3 separate regions of the Mus musculus genome follow, and regions 2 and 3 are each linked to region 1. Evidence: chromatin contacts called from public Hi-C data. All regions are on one chromosome and are shown on one strand. Each heading gives the region's core, a stretch centred on a gene start, on an enhancer-like site or on the middle of the called end of the contact. The rest is flanking DNA. Distances are from core to core; before and after follow the strand shown. Region 1 overlaps Aff3 (AF4/FMR2 family, member 3). Region 2 has its middle 66 kb from the start of Gm34596. Region 3 has its middle 100 kb from the start of Gm34596.

Evidence for each region. A called contact is a pair of places that touch in the nucleus more often than the background predicts.
Region 2: a contact with region 1 is called in a Hi-C map of the G1E-ER4 cell line, with 2.5 times the contacts expected there. The contact joins two enhancer-like sites. A contact is called at or near these places in 9 of 39 promoter capture datasets (the 3T3-L1 cell line, 3T3-L1-derived adipocytes, the C10 cell line and 5 more), 1 of 15 datasets of contacts at CTCF or cohesin (the NIH/3T3 cell line), 1 of 484 Hi-C or Micro-C datasets (the G1E-ER4 cell line), 2 of 115 datasets of contacts at active chromatin or transcription factors (T-cell acute lymphoblastic leukemia and embryonic basal ganglia) and 1 of 9 other capture datasets (embryonic stem cells).
Region 3: a contact with region 1 is called in a Hi-C map of cortical neurons, with 3 times the contacts expected there. The contact joins two enhancer-like sites. A contact is called at or near these places in 10 of 39 promoter capture datasets (the C10 cell line, the HPC-7 cell line, cranial neural crest and 7 more), 3 of 484 Hi-C or Micro-C datasets (CD8 T cells, cerebral cortex and cortical neurons) and 1 of 115 datasets of contacts at active chromatin or transcription factors (embryonic basal ganglia).

Annotation. Positions count from the first base shown.
Region 1 is chr1:38,392,174-38,395,253 of GRCm38.p6, reverse strand. All of the region lies in intron 5 of Aff3 (AF4/FMR2 family, member 3), which reads left to right. Among named protein-coding and RNA genes, the nearest start is that of Gm16150, 170 kb to the right of the region's middle. Within about 2 kb of position 1,578, at least 62 of the 459 cell types and tissues checked have an H3K27ac peak or open chromatin away from gene starts, as enhancers often do. A contact at or near this core is called in the G1E-ER4 cell line and cortical neurons, where this site is marked.
Region 2 is chr1:38,695,050-38,697,807 of GRCm38.p6, reverse strand. No RefSeq gene overlaps it. Among named protein-coding and RNA genes, the nearest start is that of Gm34596, 66 kb to the right of the region's middle. Within about 2 kb of position 1,402, at least 16 of the 459 cell types and tissues checked have an H3K27ac peak or open chromatin away from gene starts, as enhancers often do. A contact at or near this core is called in the G1E-ER4 cell line, where this site is marked.
Region 3 is chr1:38,729,309-38,732,252 of GRCm38.p6, reverse strand. No RefSeq gene overlaps it. Among named protein-coding and RNA genes, the nearest start is that of Gm34596, 100 kb to the right of the region's middle. Within about 2 kb of position 1,657, at least 15 of the 459 cell types and tissues checked have an H3K27ac peak or open chromatin away from gene starts, as enhancers often do. A contact at or near this core is called in cortical neurons, where this site is marked.

The DNA.
Region 1 (3,080 bases), core at 329-2,828:
TGCCACATCAAAAGCAAAAGCACATGCCTCTACAGGAAACTCAACTAAAGGGCCAGAGAACAAAGTAGTAAGTCAGAAGGAATATTTAAGAAACAAGATTAGCAATCATTTGGGTTTGAAAATCCCTCCACCCAAAGCCTACTGTGTTAGTGTCAGGAAAACTCACAGACCTTCAGAGGACATGTCCTGAACCCTTTACCCATAAACATGAAAGGAAATATCCGAGGCTAAACAAGTTCCATGATTGGAAGTATGCTTCAATTATTCCACTATTCCCTGCAGCCTGGCTTAACATGTGCTGCTGGGGTGTCCTTCACATGAGTTACCCGTGTTCCCTCATTGTAGTGCCCTCCCTGTCTTCCAGGTAGAAAGAGAGAGGTAGAGGCCATAGCACACAGAGCAGAGTTTAAACTGAGGTCTCCCACTGTGCAGCCTGGGGCTCTTTTATACCCTGCAGAGTACAGCCAGTCCTCTGTTCCCACAGGCTCCCCAGGCCTGTGGAGCATAGGAACGAGTCCTGAAAGCAGCTCCACAGTCTGAATGGTGTGCCAAGGCTGTCGCTGAGTGTGTGTGATGTGTGGGTGTGGCCCCTGCAGCCTCCACCTCCTCACAGATCCCAGGCTCTCTCCAGCGATTCAAGTGTGGTGTCCGCTGCCTCGTGCCTCAGTGCTGAGCCATGATGTGAGACCTAGTATGTCCACATCTGTGCTTACATGCTTAGACTTGCTCCATGTCACTAGTCATTGTTCAACACATTGTGTTGGGTATTCTAGTCATCTAGAGATGACATAAACCATATGGGAAGGCATTTGTAGGTTTTGTACAAAAACCGTACCGTGTTACACAAAGGATTTGAGCATTTACAGATCTGCATGCCTTCAGGGGACCAATCCCCAGTGGCTACCCAGGAACAACTGTGTTAAAAAAACAAAACAAAACAAAAACCAATCGCATGTTTTTAAACATCCGACTGACTGTTGCGCAAGTACCTCAAGACCCTTGGATCTAGTCTACCTCACTCCCTTCAGCCTGAAGAAGACACATCATGGCTGCTTTGACTGTTTCTGTTTGTGGAGGGTAGGAGGGGGCTGCTAACTGTTCCTGAAGTATAGGACCGAGGCTTTGGATGTCTAAGCCACCCCATGAAGGAACTGTGCAAGCAGAGAGACACTTTGATAGTCCCTGTGTGTCAGCCTGGAGCATACATAATCAGTTATTTAACAACACACCTCAAAATGCCAGACTTTTTTTTTTCTTTTTTCTTTTTTTTTTTTTTTTTGCAATGGCCTGGGTGGTTACTACTCTCTGGGAGCCCTGTGGTACACGGTAGTCCCCTTGTCACCTCAGGAAGAGCAGCACTGGATCTCAGGGGGAGGAGAAGGCAAAGACCCAGAGTAAGGACCCAGCAGGTGGGACTGCAGTGCAGAAGCCACCGCCCTCCTGGCTGCCAGGGGAAGAGTTTCCAGCTGAGTCTGCCTTAAGCAGTAGCTTACTGAGCATGTGACTTAGAGCCAGTGCAGACTGCAGTGTGGGGCACACTCATTTTCCCAGGGAAAGCCGCTGTTCTCATCCACTGTTGCATATGCCTGGAACGGCTCCTGCTAGATACATTTTCGAACTCACGTGTCCCAGTGAATCAGCATGTCTAACAGCGTGTCTTCATTCATTACATGTGCTTCTGGAGGAGAGCTCTGTAAACCTGTGACTAGAACAAACATTTTATTTTGGAACTGACAGCCGTTAGCTGCCTTCGTTCTTACTGTTGAAATGACGTTTCAGATTTGTTAGAAATGACGCTGACTTGAAATCTCAGTATAGAACATATAGTTCTAGGATATTTGCTAATTTTTTTTTTTTGCTAAAGTATTACTGATTATAGGAAAGACTTAACATTAGTATGAACTTCCCTGAGGAATTTAAATACTTGCTTAGTTTCTTTACAACTTGGCCCTAATTTGTAAGACAAAAGTGTTAAAAAAAAATCTTTTGAAATTGCTTGTCAAACAATAAAACACAAAGAATAGTCTTTCTTGGAGCAGTAGAATGTTCTGAGTCACTTCTTAAAGTGGTTTTGCCACAGTTCAGGTCCATACAGTGAGCGACCACAACAGAAACCAGTGCAGACTGCACCCCCTGGTGGGCCATTTGTTTGATAAGCAGTTGGTTGATAGCTTTTTGTCTCTGAAGGAAGAAGTGGAAGTTTACATGTAGAAAATTCATGTCTTTGTAGGAACTAAACAGTGTCCAAAATTACCAAGCTTGGCTTGGTCTTTGGTGGAAGGTCTCATCTGTGTGAATCGTTCATGATGTTAACCTGTGTTTACTTGAAACACGAAGAACAGTGCATGAAATACCCAGCATTGGAAGCAGGGTCTCTTGATGAGTTTTATTTTCTAGCACAACAGTGGTCAGTGTGTCTCACTAGGTGTAGAATTAACTGCACAGAACTTGAGAAAGTTCTCCCTAAAATATTAATCATCTTGTAGCTTAGAGCTGACTTCCTTTAGGAACACTGGCCCCACTGTGAGAGAAAATGACAGAGGACCAGGACATCAGTGACTTTCACAAAACTCAGAAGACCTCAAGTTGCAGAGCAAACAGCTCAAGCTATAGAGTGTGTGTATGTTGGGGGCAGGGGGCGCTTCAGGACAACACGAGACCTGGGTGTTACTTACATGAGAGAATAATCAAGGCCATGATACCTATGAGAAGTCCAACTAGAAACTGAAATACTTGCTAAAGGTTAAAGGTAGGCTCACAGCCATGAACAATTCATGCTAGTAGGTTCGCCCCCTCTGGCAGGTTTTGTCTCTACCTGGCACCTGTAGGGGAGACCTGGGAGAATCCTGACCTCACCTATGAACATCCATCCAGACAGACCCATGTACCCTGCCTCTCTTCCTGATCAGAGTCTCAGCTTACAGGAAGGACACAGAAGGTCAGCCTGCAGAGCTGCATCCCTCTACAGAGGAGGGGAGTGAGCAACAGCTACAGCAGCTACAGCCTCTGCCAAAACATACACTCACCTTCTCTCAGCCCCGGGGCACAAAAGCAGGCGTACCAGAAATGCATCATGAGGG
Region 2 (2,758 bases), core at 153-2,652, 300 kb before region 1:
AGGAGTGTCAATCATTAGAAGTTGGGGAGCTTCTGGTGCGTCATTAGGCAATATTCCTAAATATCCTTTACCTTTGAACGTGTGAAACAGTTTCTCTTGGTACATCAAGTAAACTTAGAAAAGGAAACCTCCCCCCCGCCCATCCTTCAGACTGGAGAGTGTGCCAGACCAGGTGATGCCAGCATTCCTTTTTCATAATACTCGTTAATTGTTCGTCAATGATGACCAAGTTCCCTGGTCGAGCCACACCCTGCCCCCTCTCATGAGCAAGCATCAGTAGGCATTTCAGATCTGTATCACTCAGTTTCTGGAATGGAACACAGAATCAAGAGGCACATATCTCCCTACAATATGTATTCTTGTATAATAATCTCCCTCCCATTTCTTGGAGTCTCTTCCAGCCAAATGATGACAACCAGAATCCAAACACCACTTGTGGGAGAGATGGTCTTTTATTAGTTCTCAGAAAGGACTCAATTTCCTTCCAGGCTCCTCTTTGTAAGGGGGGAGCCAGCTGATGGCTGAGGGAGAAACAAACAGATCCGAACAGTGAGAAAGTGCAATTGGACTTTGATGGTAAAATAATTACACGCTGGGACCTCCGAGCCGATTTTAGCTTACCCCCAGGAAGAATCGTACTCTTAGAGTTTTGTGATAGATCAGGATTGGGGTTTTAAGTGATGTTTTTATGTCTCTTTTGAAGGACTGGTGCTTCAGAGACAGGAGAAGAAAACAATACTTTGTTTCATATTTCTATCTTTTTTCCCTCTGAGGAATTGGTTTTCACCACTGATTTCTACCACAGAGGGGGTGTGGGGGTGTCAGGAGATGAGGCTGAGTTCTGTTTCATAGATGGAACTTGAGATGATTTAGTCTGTAATACCCCCTAGAGTGCGTCATTCTGGTACACGGCTTCTTTTCATGTAAATAGAATTTTACACAAATGATTCCAAATCCTGGCTCATTCCTTTCTCAATTATTTTTTTTTACTCACTTTTTAAACAAGAACTGAATTCAGAAGAAGGGTCTTTCTCACTGGCTGCTCACCTGCCTGCTCGCTTTGCTGATGTGGCTAGAATTAGCAGCCACTGCGCAAGGCCTTATTTCACAGGGCTTAGCTCAGATGTCGATGCAGATCATTAGCTGGTGCCAGCAGAGGCTGAGGAAATGAGTGGCCTCCAGCGCTTGTCAATTCACTTTGCTGCCCAGTCTGATGACACTCGATGCGCCTGCCATCGGGACCTGTCTGCTGCCCTGGATGATTGAGCTGTTACTGGAAATGAGATTGTGGATAGAGCTGAGGCAGGACCATCTCGCCGGAGACTGGCGTTGATGTGTATCTCCCAAGTCACTCACGTGAAGAAAAGATTACAGCAGCTGGCAGGAAGCCAAATGACAAAGACAGCCCAAGGCAAAGCTCTGATGCCACACGTTAGAGACTTGGACAGTGGCCCAATTACTATGCTGAAATCCAAGGCATGGGCTAGCTGGCATTGAATTTCAAGTTAGTTTAGGAATTGAAAGCTACTTTGTGCACACTGTGTGACAGATGTGAGGCAGCGCATGCAGCAGAGGAAGCCGTATGATCTCTCCCCAGCAGGAAGCTCTTCTTCCAGGCCTGAGCAGACAGACATCATAATGGAAGTGTGGAGGAGCTGGGCCTCCTAGAAGGAAGAGTCCAGGCACGCAGAGGAGTTCTTCCTTTCCCCTCTGGGAACACACTCTTCCTGAGTTGTGCCTGAGTCCCCCCACCTGCGGTGGTTAAAGAGCCTGCCCACATCCCCCCATTAAACAACAAAGCAAATTATCCCAGAATGCCTGGGAAGAAGGCCACCACTTAATGAGAAAGGAATGTGGGAATGTGGGCCCTGGTATGGCTTCACTGTGGCCTGAGTTGCTGCCAGGGACAAAATGTAGAAGACAGCCTGGTTGTTGGTTGCCAAAAGAACGTCAACCAGTAAGAATCCAAGGTAAATTATTATTATTATTATTATTATTATTATTATTATTATTATTATTATTATTATATTGAAATGGCATGAAGGTGACCATTCCCAGTATTTCTGTGAAAATCTCCAGTTCTCAGAAACCTTCAGCCCTAGGAAAATCAGGATAGTTGATCATGTGACTTTTAGCCATGAGTATGGACATTTGGGCTATCACAGTGCAAGACGAACAACTAAGTTTTTTAGACTTTTTTTTTTTTAATATATCAGATGACTCACTTCTTTAGCTCTAGCTACAGGAATTAAAGCAATAGTACACTGTTTCTCTGGGCATGGGTGGGGGCACCTGTAACCACAGTTCTGCAGGTTGGGACAGGAAGGTGGCAATAATAGTACAGTGTGAGCTATATAGCAAGTTATAGGCCAGCCTGGGTTACATAGTGAGATCCAGTCTTTTGTTTGCTTATTTGTTTGTTTTTGTTGCTGTTTAAATTTTATACATCTGGACGTTTTACTTGCATGCCTGTGAACCATATTCATGCAGTGCACACACAAAGGCCAGAAGAGGGTATCAGAACCCCTGGAAGTGAAGTTGCAAACTGCCATGTGGGTCTGGAAACTGACAACAAGTCCTCTGCAAAGCTACAAGTGCTCTTATCCACTGAGCCTGCTCTGTGTCCTCTTTGTGAACCAGTGCAGAGAGAATCCCAAAGTCCCTGGAGCTGTTGACCACCAGGACTGAGGTTGCCCATTGACTGCCAGGACTTAGGTTGAATCCTGAGCTTGACCACTGATGTTGTGTCACATCCCTA
Region 3 (2,944 bases), core at 408-2,907, 340 kb before region 1:
GGCCTACATCATACAAGCTCCAGGAGACTAGATAGATCATTTAAGCTGTTGGATTTGTAGTCGCCCTAGGAGCTGTCTTCAAATGTATCTTGTATGGTAATGTCCTTATCTGTGAGAGATGTATTCCGAAGTTCATAGGAAATTGTTATACCTACATTTTGTCCTGAATAGACTCAGCAAAAATAAAACTTTATAATGTACTTAAAGAGATAGAAAGTCTATGTGACAAATTTTTAGAGCCTAGATAAAGAATATGTAGGAGCGATTACTCTGAAATGTTGAGAACAAAGCCCCGTTTCCAGATCACGTGATGTTCTATTGTCTGGAACACTATCACTACCCATACCTATGTGCCACAGTTACAGAAACACCAAAAGATGAGGAATCCGTCTCCCGCTTCCAGCATCTCCCCATGGATGATCCTCAAGTCTGATGTCAGAATAACTAACATGATCACAGGGTTTGGTTCTTAATTTCTCATGTGTGCTGCCTCTCTTCATTTAAAGGGGGAGGGCAATGTACTTTTATTTTATTTTATTTTTTGGTTTTTCGAGACAGGGTTTCTCTGTGTAACCCTGGCTGTCGTGGAACTCACTCTGTAGACCAGGCTGGCCTCGAATTCAGAAATCCACCTGCCTCTGCCTCCCAAGTGCTGGGATTAAAGGCATACGCCACCATTGCCTGGCCAGCAACGTACTTTCAACATACCATTTCCTATGCTTTCTTGGAATTCAGAGGGAAGTTCACCTTTTTCCTAGTCTATCTTTTAAAATGTGGAATTTGCACTTGGCTGTTCATGCCCCTGAGTCATTTGTACTAGTGTGTGGTGGGTCCAAAAGTCAGGTGGGCGTGCTGGGGAGGCTGGAGCAGTGCTGGGGAGGATGGAGCAGTCCGTTGTCTGCAGCGTTTTCCAGGAGAAGCGTGTGCTCATTGTTTTGAAATGCATGATTCATATAAAAAGTGAATTAGGTTTTAGAGGAACCAGGCCACTGGATTCAACGGCCTGTAATTATGGTGAAGATTTGGACGACCTATTAGCATAAATCCCCCAAAGAATGTCATCTAAGAGATGTGCTTTGGACAGTCCCCAAACCTTAACCAGGGTATTATGCAAATTTTGCCTTGAGGACTGTGGAGCCATTCTAATATTGAAGTCATGTTGACAGGATGATGGGTACTGGATAAACCACGGAGGTGTCACAGTCCACAGGAGAAGCCCTTTGTTGATGGGACGAGGTCTGCGGCTCTTACAGAGGACCTACCGTCCTTCCCTGAATGACATCTTGGGAAGGGAAGGTCCAGGCAGCCAAGTGGTCCAGATTTGGCACAAATGAGATGGCCTGTGCCTTGTGTGAGTCTGGCCTGTTTTCCCATGAGGAAAATGAGGCTTGCAGAGTCTGGGCCGTCTCTGTGACGTAGAGCTCGGCAGCAGTCTGTTGTGTGTTCTGCACTGTGCAGACTGCATAGCATTTCGTGATGCTGGACCCCTGAGACCCTGGAAAGTAGGTATTGGCCTCTCCACCTATTTGTGAGCCAAAAGCCAGCAGTGTTTTTATCATGGAAATAATTCTTTTCCAACACTTGGGTTCCCTGATAACACCTTGGAAGGTTCTTCCTTTCTGTTCCTGAACAGATGATGGCATTGTGGTGCCTCTATAGGAAACAAAGAGCCTGCAGCATCTTCCGTTCTTTGCTGGACTCAGACACTGAGGGAGAGCCTAAGGTTTGGAGTGCTGCTTTTTCCGTCCTAGATGAAACCGATGCATGGTGTAATCTCCCTGTTTCCTAAAAGAGAGATAACTGAAATCTTGCATTTAAACTAAAAAGTGTTCCCTCCTCATTGAAATTCAGACCTGAGCTCCTTCGAAGCCTCCTACCAGCCAATCCACCCCAAGCTCCTTCTGGAATTCTAGAAGCAGCCATCTCTGGAGAGAAGTTTTCCATCTGTCTCCTTATGAGACTAAGCTGTTAGTGAGGTTTCGTTACATCTGCCGTTTTATGTTAAGCTGTGATTTCCCCCCTTCTTTGCTGGATATCAAGAATTCAGTAGGGCTAGTATAAAAATAGGATTGGCACCTACTGCTGCACACTGACTCTCTTGACAGCAGTGTATTCTGGAGGAGGCTTATACTGACTCCCAAACTGTTTCCATGCTAAGCTTGTCCTGAATATTGGCTGTTGTTATTGATGCTAACGCTATCTTTTGTCAGATCGTGCATGCATGTGTGTGTGTGTGCGTGCTCATGTGCATGCACATATACATGTGTGGTATGTGTGCACAAGTGTGTGCTTGTGCACATGTATGTGTGCATGTGTGCTTGCTTAAAGGCAAAACTAGGAAACGTGTTTGAGTCCTGTACATGCATGTTGGGCTTGGGTGTTTATTCCTCAAGGGAGGAAGGTGACAGCAGAGAACTTGTCCTGTCACTTCACTGTGGCCGTGTGCTCAGGGCAGAGCTTCGGTTTCTGGCTAGGTAAAATTTGACAGGTTGTTATTTAAAACAAAAGGACACATAAACAAAGTAGCAGACAAAACAGCTGCTGTTCAATACTATGCCCTCCTGGTCCTCTGGGACAAGTGCTGTAGAGTTCATGCCGGGTTAACCAGAGTGAAACTTATCAGGCTCAAGTGGGGAGGAGAGCTGGGCTTCCCAGCTGACTTCCCTGTCTCCTGGGCTGGGCTTCTGCTCACTAATATTTTGGGGTGTGGGGGGGCAGGAGGCGAATCCTGGCATTCTGTCCTAGTGAGACCACAGCTAAGGACAGCACCCATGGAGCAGGAGGATAAGCTGGACATGCAAGTGACAGCCAGGATGCTCTGTGGCTGGGCACAGCACCAAAGCCCTGCACTGCCATTCCTGTAGTTAGCTAATCTTGTTTTATGGTCTCCTGTGCAGGAGCCTGGGCAGTCACATCCTGGTGTCCGAAGGGCTGGTAATGTCAC